2 separate regions of the Zea mays genome follow, and region 2 is linked to region 1. The links are chromatin contacts, called in public Hi-C maps. All regions are on one chromosome and are shown on one strand. The core of a region is the stretch at or near the end of the contact, and the rest is flanking DNA. Distances in the headings are between cores, read along the strand shown. Region 1 holds the start of LOC103647355 (leucine--tRNA ligase, cytoplasmic). Region 2 holds the start of LOC100282875 (histone-lysine N-methyltransferase, H3 lysine-36 and H4 lysine-20specific).

Evidence for each region. A called contact is a pair of places that touch in the nucleus more often than the background predicts.
Region 2: a contact with region 1 is called in a Hi-C map of ear, with 2.5 times the contacts expected there. The contact joins the promoter of LOC100282875 here to the promoter of LOC103647355 in region 1. A contact is called at or near these places in 3 of 25 Hi-C or Micro-C datasets (ear, leaf and tassel).

What each region holds. Positions count from the first base shown.
Region 1 is chr2:178,105,601-178,109,968 of Zm-B73-REFERENCE-NAM-5.0, forward strand. LOC103647355 (leucine--tRNA ligase, cytoplasmic) reads right to left here and starts at 2,672. Exons shown (of 4, transcript XM_008671898.4): 1 at 2,026-2,672; 2 at 1,222-1,407; 3 at 1,047-1,116.
Region 2 is chr2:178,271,494-178,276,416 of Zm-B73-REFERENCE-NAM-5.0, forward strand. LOC100282875 (histone-lysine N-methyltransferase, H3 lysine-36 and H4 lysine-20specific) reads left to right here and starts at 1,533. Exons shown (of 12, transcript NM_001412213.1): 1 at 1,533-2,003; 2 at 2,115-2,200; 3 at 2,955-3,069; 4 at 3,546-3,648; 5 at 3,840-3,939. The coding sequence starts at 2,153.

The DNA.
Region 1 (4,368 bases), core at 1,422-3,921:
GTGCGCCATCGCCGCCTCCTCCTCCTCTTCCCCGCGCTTTACTGCGAGAGCAAGGCGACAGGACGCCTTACACATTCCAGCTCGCCTTACCGCTTAATCGTCGCTTTAGCGACGCTTAAGCGATGCCTTGATAACCTTGGTCTGGAATGATGATATATGCAATAGGATAGGGGTAGCACCCAATTGAAGAAAAGCTTGTTTAACATCGGTTGAGATGTTCAACGGAGACCTCCAGAGGCGCCAATGGTAGTGAGATCCTAAGGCGCAATAGCAATAAAAAGAGAGGAAGCGGAAGACCAAAGTTGACACGGGAAGACGCAATAAAAGGGGACTTAAAAGGATGAAATATACCGAAAGATTTAGCTTTGAAGAGGGGCTTATGGAAAACAACTATCCATGTGCTCGAACCTTGACTTGTAGGTTCTATTGGGTTTTAACACTAGCCTATCATGTCTTGCTTGGGATAAAAGGCTTTGTTGTTGTTGTATGAATGAACTATGAAGTCACATCCACCAAGCAAAGGGATCTGCACTGAAAAGGATGAACTGAACTACCCGGCCCGTCACAGGCTCACAGCAAGGTAGGAGATGCGGATGGACATCACTTCCTCTCCTCTCCACACCGCTCGCGCTAGAAACAACCCCACCAAAGCAATTGACAAGCAGATCAATGACAACAAGACAACCCTGTCTAACCCCACAAGGAGAAGGTAGAACATTTTCCAAGAAATTCGGTAATATAGAAAAAAAACAAAATAACCAAAAGTACAGTACACATATATTACATGTGAAAGGTCTAAGTTCAAAAGGCGCATGAATTACAATATAAATACTACTGTTCTAGGATGATTCGCTGATTCATAAAAGATAAAGATGCTTACAATCTTACTATGACATCTGCTTAAGTGCTTATGGCCACGAACCGAATTGCCCTATCGATCATTGGGACTTACTACACATTGCCAGCCAACTAGGCAATTACAACTGACCGAGCACTGAACAAGCAGGGAAAATAACTTGGGGGGGGGGGGGGGGGGGGGGACTAACCCTACGTTCCCGCAACAGATGCTCCTGACGACGTCCTTGATTCCCCGGTTCGGGAACTTGCCCTCCGAGGCTGCAAATTCGACCACAATCAATCATCACGACCAAATGAGAAGAATCCTAAACAGAAAGCAGGCTCGTACATAATCGAACAGGACCAAGAAACAAGTATGAGAACCTAAACGCACGAGCTCGAGGGTCTGCTTGCAAATATACTTGCCGGCGAGGGGACTCGCGATGCGCGCCAGCGCCCCCAGGGCCTTCTTTGTCGTCGGACGTCGGCACGACCTGGAGAACGTACCGCGGCTGGCCGGCTGCTGCGTGCGTGAGGCGGCGGCGGCCGTGCGTGGGTAAGCTAGTAAACCTGAATCAAAACCATCCAATAAATTACCCATACCAACAAAACATCTGTTCAGTGCAAACTATTCAGTTAAGTCACCACCATTGAGAGGACACCACATAAGTTAGGTGTCGTTTTGAATGCCGGCTTTATATAATAGAATGTATTTTTTTTGTTCAGACCATATTATGTGATCAATTATAGAAATTTGTCTAACTGTAGTTTTGAGGAATATAAAACATCCTTTATATTTGAGACACTCATGCCACCAACCTCAAAGCTAGTAAACATTCGGTGTGATCAAATATGGTGGGTGTAAGGGACAAGTTAGATGAGTAAGGTACATATCATTTCTCGGGCGATGTCAAAAAGACAGTTACCATGGCAGACAACCAGGCAACGTTTGTCACTTATGGGGTAAGATTTGCATATTTTAATGGTTGCACAACCAAGATAGGATGTCTCAGTAACACACATGCAAAAGTATCAAAGGGCTAGAAATAGTTAGCAAGCACTATGTGATTGCTCAATCAAAAGATTCCTCGGTCCGTAGTTTTCTTAATGAAATGGAGTGAATCAGAAATCAATAAATTTGGCATTCACAGAGATCTAAACAAGCTTCTACGGGTAGAGGGAGCTTACCAGCTTAACGATGCGGTCGCGGAGCTCGTAGGTGAGCACGACGACACCACTGCGGGCGAGCGCGCTGCGGCCTGCGGCTCCGGGCGAGCGCTGCGGCGGCCTGCGGCTCCGGGCCTCCGGCGCTCCGCGGCTGGCGCCTGGCGGTGGCGGGCGACGGGGCGAGCGCGCTGTGGCCGCTGTGGGCGGCTGCGCCTGGCGGTGGCGGCCTGGCGAGCGAGCGCGCTGGCGGGCGAGCGCCTGGCGGTGGCGGCCTGACGGGCGAGCTGGAGCCTGGAGAGGACAGAGGAGGGCAGGAGCAGGAGGCGCGGGCCGCGGGCGAGCGCGCTGCGGCGCTGGAGCTGGAGCCTGGAGAGGTGGTGCGGCCGCGCGGTACCAGGACGGACAGCAGGAGAGCCAAGCGGCGGCTGGAGCTAGGGTTGGGGCTGGGCCCGACGATGGGCCTCTAGTGGGCCGCAACTTCCGACCGGGGCTGCCTCCTAGATATGTCGTCGAGGTGTTGGATGTTTGCCGGCGGTGTCTCGGCGACGAGGGGCGTGGCCTGGATGAAGGTCGTCGTCGTCGAGGAGATGAAGGGACGAGGGTCGAGCAGACGAACGACGGCGGTCGAGGGAGGACGGCGGATATCTGGGCGCGCGACTGGGTTTTTGCGCGCGCGGGAGGAAAGGGAAGGTAATTAGGGAATTGTTGGAGTGCTTGTTTTCTTGTTTTTTTCCTAAAACATGAATTTGGGAATGAAATTAAGGAGCTGTTGGGATGCCTTCAGGGGGGTGTTTGGTACCCTATTTGGTAGTATAGGGTTTAAAATTAGACCTTTGTGCAAGTTGGGGGTCGAAAAATGGACTTTGGGACTGTTTGTTTACCCCAATGGATTATATAATCTGGATTATTTTTGCAGGATTATATAATCTGGATTATATAATTTGGATTATATAATCTGAGTAGTCATGTTTGTTTACCCAGATTATCTGGCGTGTTTCTGTTGGGTGGCAGGCTTCTCCGATCCGATAGGCGCAAAAACGATTCGGTAGATTATAATGGCAATGGTGGGTAATTTCTAGGAAACTTGAAAGGGTAGTGGGAAGTGGGAAAAAAATAATCTGAAATAAGCACCTCCTCACTTGCTTATGGATTATCATAATCCAAGGGCTTAGATTATATAATCTGGGCAAATAAGCTAGACTGTTTGTTTGTCTCTTAGGATTATTTAATCCAGATTATATAATCTGGGAGGTAAACAAACAGGCCCTTTATCTATTAATAATCGGTCTCCCTAAGGGTCTGCTTCTTTAAAACACTAGTTTTATATGCAGTGCGTCACATAATAGCAAGTTTAATAGTATAGATCATAATAGGCTTTATAATATTATAATGTCACATATAACTGACTAAAAGTCTACTCATATAATAATTATTCCATAATATAATCTATATATTTAATACTTCTTCTCGTAAAGTGTCTTATAGTATGTGAGCGGCCCATTTTAAGCTGCCTATTAGTGAGCGGCTGTTGAGCTCTAAAAAGAGCAGTGCAGACGGTCCGGCCCCGAGGCCGGACGGTCCGCGGTCCGGACTGTCCGCGGTGGTGACGCGGACGGTCCGCGCGCGCAGAGTCAGTTAGGGTTCCTAGTTTCTCGCGGGATTTGTTACCTAAAACCGCGGGATTAACTCGGGAAACAGTTGGAAACGGATCCAGACCTCCCCCTTTATATAGATGAAGGGCTACGGCCGATTGAACCCCCAACAATCGAACAAATCAAGTCTATTACTCGTTTTTACCTTATGCATTAGGAGTAGTTCTAGTCTATTTCTAGTTTAGCCCTAGTTTAGTATTCCAATCCCCAAATTCTCCGCCTCTCCTCGACTCTACGTCGATTAGAGGAGTCTAGGTCGGCCTGCCCGAGCCTAGACAACTCCTAGGATCTCTCCTCCCCGACGGGGTCCCTCCCGGGAGCGAGATCCAGGCGCCGTCGGCGATCTTCCGCCGCCCCTACGCACGTGCGGACCGTCCGGCCCTAGGGCGCGGACCGTCCGGCCGTTAGGCAGGGAATCCTAGCTCCTGCACCAGGTCGCGGACCGTCCGGCCCTATGTCGCGGACCGTCCGCTCTTGTGCAGAGAGCACCGCCACGCCTCGCACCAGGCCGCGGACCGTCCGACCCCTGCGCGCGGACCGGCCGCCCCTGTGCAGAGGGCACCGCCGCCGGTTCTTCTTGAGTGATTGGCGCTCCGAAAAAGCGTCAACATACTTTTTGGCGACTCCGCTGGGGAATAGGTGTCTAGATCTGCTAAAAATCGGCCCATAAATGGCCGGTTCTAAGGATCACACCAAGATCTCCACTACCAAC
Region 2 (4,923 bases), core at 283-2,782, 160 kb after region 1:
TACCATCCGTGTTTAGGAGTGTTGGGGGTACCCCTAATTATGGTACCCGACACCATTGTAGCACAACATGCTTGACACCGTGGCACGACCAAGACGCGCTCCATATATGGCTTTGCAACTATGATAAAACAATAGTAGTTAGACCTCTACTATGCAAAGCACATCATCCATAGAGATGTAGCTCTCTCATATCTTGTGCTATAAAAGTGAGGAGTAGAGCAATATAGAAAAAAGAGGGGGAAGGCATGTCAATCTCATGTTTGCTTCTTAGTCCACACTTTTTTTTTAGATTTTTGTATTTTGGGGCTTAGATGAGAACTCTCGTTAGAACTAAAGTAAAGAAAATCTACTTGATACTATAACTCATATAACATCTGAGCATATAAACTTTACCTTCACTTTCATTAATTCATTCACCACAAAAAGGAAGTATGCGTGCCTGTTGCCTTGTCAACATCTCAGGCCTAAGGCTATCTCCAGCAAACTCTTTATCATACTCCCTATCTCACTCCTTATTTCAAACTCCACTCTAAAAACAATATAATTTATAGTACAAAACAATATTTTGTATGACCGTTTACATGGCCTCCTGGAGATGACCTAAGTTCCTCACTTACACAACTCCATAAATTTCTCGGGTACCCCTAGTTCCTTGGTGTCGTACCGACGATATATATATAAAGCTGTAGATTTTTTTACTAAAACATATCGTATCACGTGTTCGATATTTTGATCTATTTATGCGGGCGTTAATACAATTGTTTTTTTTTCATTTTATATTTTTTATCCTATGATTTTAAAGGTTCAAGCAAACTTAATGTAAAAAAAGAAAAAAACATCGAGTAAAACAGCCAAAAAATAACGTGTCCAATTTTGAAGGTAAGAGAAGAGACATGTTCTAGAAAAAAACTGATTTTTGGGATAATTGACGAGGTAAAATGGATTTTTTTTCATCTCAACTAATGTAACCACAGACGCGTATGGGCCGTGTTATGGCTGCTGCATTAAAATTATCGGGCCATAGACTAATTTTTTTTTTCATTTTAGCTTTTTTTGGTTTTTTTCACAATTATGCTCTTTATAGTTTCATTTCAAAAAAATGAATTTTAACCTCGGTACCGTCATCATTAGCGCCAAGGTAACACATAGTGGCACCGACATAATTGACGCCAACTTTTCCTACGTGACAGCCGACGTGGCAAGTCCCAGGGGGTGGCGCCATAGATCTTGGCGCCGACCCCCCTGATAGCACCGGATCCTGCCGTCAAGGGGGGTTGGTGCCAAGATCTATGACGCCGACCCACTGGGACTTGCCACATCGGCTACCACGTAGGAAAAGTTGACACCAATGGTACTGACGTCGCTGTGCGTTACCTCGACGCCAATGATGATGTCGCCGAGGTTGGGGTCTATTTTTTGAAATGAAACTGCAAAGAAGATATTTGTGAAAAAAAACAAAAAAGGCTAAAATCCAAAAAAAGTTGGGCCCATAGACAGCTAACAAATTGGCGCAAAACCCCGCGGCCCCACGTGTCAGTGATGGCTAGACTTCTCACTCCCTCCCAGCTTCTTCGGACGCTTCGCTTGTCTAATCGCTGCAACTGCAGCTTGCTCGCTGACTTGCCGCCGGCGAGCCCCGCTCCGAGCATCTCCGCTGCTGCTTCTGCCGAATCCCAGAGCTCCTTCTCCCGCTTGCCCCCTTTCCCTCCTGTCACATTGATTCGATTTTCGTCGCCCATGGAGCTACAAATTAAGTGTAGGAACCAATTAAAAGCTTGCCAAAACTAGGGCGGCGGCATCAGCATTCAGCAATACCCTAGGCGGGCTCTCCTCGCCTCCACAGCTCCAGGAAGCCGACCCAGAGCAGCACAGCGCCGCCCATTCTGTCTCTCTCGGTCTCGGCAGCGTAGGCAGCGTCACCCTCCGCTTAAACCACCAGCACCAGCTGCTGGTGCGCCGCCCCGCCCGGCACCGCCGCTCCTCTACCTCTTCCTGGTGGATTGGTGAGAGGAAGCCCTAACTTGGCCTCTCTTGAATCAACTCGGCGGTGGCTTTGAGTCAGTAGGTGTTGTTTTGCGCTCTTATTCAAAACCCAAATCTGTCCCTCCTCTCAGATTATTGTGAGTTTATCCCTGCCCCAATCCATCTGTCCATGGTCCGCGTGGGCTTGTCTTCCGCGCCCGGGGTCAATCTGACAGAGGTGAGTGTGCTTGGAGTACATGCTGCTGACGCTCTTAACTTACCCACCGCTTGAATGTTCTTTGCTTCCTATGGAGAGTGCCCATATAGGATCGATGTTACTATCATTGCCTTGTCGATTTTTTTTGCTATTACAGTACTTATTTTATTAGGCTTCTTTGTCTCAGGCTCAGTTCTACTAAAGGTCTATTTGGAAGCACTCAGTTTTTAAGAAAAAAACAGACCAGTTTATGCTTTGGTTTCTAGAAACTGGATTCCCAGTTTCTAAGAAACCAAGAAGCTGGCCTTCCCAAGCTAAAACCAGCTTTTGCGCGGCAAATTACGTACTGTCCTTAGTTGGTTTAGTGGAAATTATAGTAATTGCCACTGCTCTCAGGCCTATGCATGTGATGCCTAAATGCCTGCACTACCTGATTTGAATGTTTCGTTATTATGTGAAAATTTTGAATTAAAAACGAGTTCAATCTATATTTAAAATTGGCATGAAAGAAAAATGAAGTGAATAATTGAATAAATTAATTTAAAAATAGAGTAAGGATAGACTTGTCTATGTGTATCGAAAAGCCTAGAAACTGGTTTCCAAGAAAATGGGTTCCAAACACGCACACCCAGTGTTTTCCCATAAACCAGTTTCTTGAAGCTGGGGATTGAAATCAGTTTCTTAGAAACTGTGGTGCTTCCAAACAGGTCCTAAGTTACTTATCTCCTGCTTGGAAATATCTCTCACTAGCCTATCTTTTACTTCTGTGCTGCAGCAAATCGATAATGTTTTTGACCAACTGATCAACAAGATAGAACATGCGGATTTTGATACGCGGCCTTTCTTGAAACAATTGAATGTGTTAGGCCGCTATGAACCAATCAAGCGGAGTATCCTTGCCAACTAGACTTTTGAATCTTCACTGTAATATAGGAGTATTGTTTTTCTCAAGATAATTTATTTGCACATTTGCCTCGTTTAATTCTTACTGTTCATCATCAAAATATCATATTCTGACACGTCCTTGTTCAACATATTCAAACTTTCTATTCTATGCCTCTTTTATCAGTCAAGTTAGTATTTCATCCAACATATCCTGTAACTTGACTACATTACATAGTCCTAGCCTGAAGTAGAAATCAGTGCAGGAACGAAACTAGCAATTCAATACTGTGACTACAACAGGGATATGTCTTAATGTTATATCATTTTTCTTTTTCTTATTGAGAGTCGAGTCAAATTGTTTTTCTAGCTTCTGAGTTCTGAGTGAAAAAAGAGAATCGAAATATTACTATACCTTGGTGAATTTGAATATGTGCCTTTTTATGGATATGTCCACATTTTTATTGCCTTTAATTCTACTAAGATGTATATTGCACTAAGAGACGCATTGAAGATTATGGCATTTCTTGTCACTGTAAGCCTTCTCCTGGTTCATCAGTTGTGTGTGGCAGAGACTGCCATTGTGGGTAAGTTTCCAAACTTGTAAGACACACTAGAGCATTGATACTGCTAATTCCGTAACCAGTTCTGTTTTCTATATTTATTTAGAAAAACTGGATGTGAAAAAACATATGAATCTGTTAGCTGTTGGATTATTACACCTGTGAGTTTTATCATTATTGAGATATTCTGACATGCTGAAACTTTGCTGATGCAGCATGCTTTTCTCTTGCTGTTCATCACAATGTGAATGTGATGACACATGCACCAATAAATCATTCCAGCACAGACCTCTTAAGAAAACCAAATTGATTAAGGTAAGATCGTTGCTGTGAGATTGATTCAAGTTTTCATAATTATTTAATTCAAAAGGGATGGTTAATGAGGGAGAAATGCTGTGAGCAGTCAATGCATTTGCTGGTGGTACAATGCAATAAATGTTATATTGATATTGCCTATCCTTAGATATTTACTGTCTTGGGCCTTCTATACAAAATCTCTATTTTCTGTGTTAAGTGGGATGCTCTATTTGCTAAAATGTGATTGTTGATTACTCTTATCTGTTAAAGGAATGGTAGCACAGTAAAACAAGATTAGAAAATGTTAGGAGAAGATAGCCCTAACTCTAATTAGGGTGGGACAGCTGTATTAATAGGTAGATAGTACATGGGCTAGGCCTAAGCCCATTACAACAGTGACACACATTAGTCTAACACCCCCGCAGTCGCAACCCTAGTCATTATAGATATTGAGACTGGGCCAAAACTCCGAGAACACTATGGATGGGAGGCCCTTAGTGAAGATGTCGACGAACTGGGAGATGATCGGGACGCGGAGGACGCAAACATCACCGACAGCGACATGCTCGCGGACAAAATGGAGGTCAATCTTCATGTGTTTCGTGCGCTGGTGTTGCACGAAATTGGTGGAGAGGTAGACCGCACTAACACTGTCACAAAGACGAGGGTGGCACGAGCGAGAGGACTATGAAGCTCCTAGAGTAGTCGACGGAGCTAGGATGCCTCGGGCACGCCATTGGCCACAACACGGTACTCGACCTCAGCGCTGTAGCAAGAGACAACGCGCTGCTGATTCGAGGACTAGGAGATGAGGTTGGCGCCCAAGAACACGACGTAGCCTGAGGTGGACTGGTGTGTGTTGGGCAATGGGTCGAGTCAACGTCGGTGTAGACGATTAGCTCAGAAGCCGGGGAGGACCTAAGAAGAAGGCCGTGGTTGATGGTGTCGCAGAGGTAGCGAATAATCCGCTTCACAACGGTGATGTGTGGCTCTCGTGGAGTG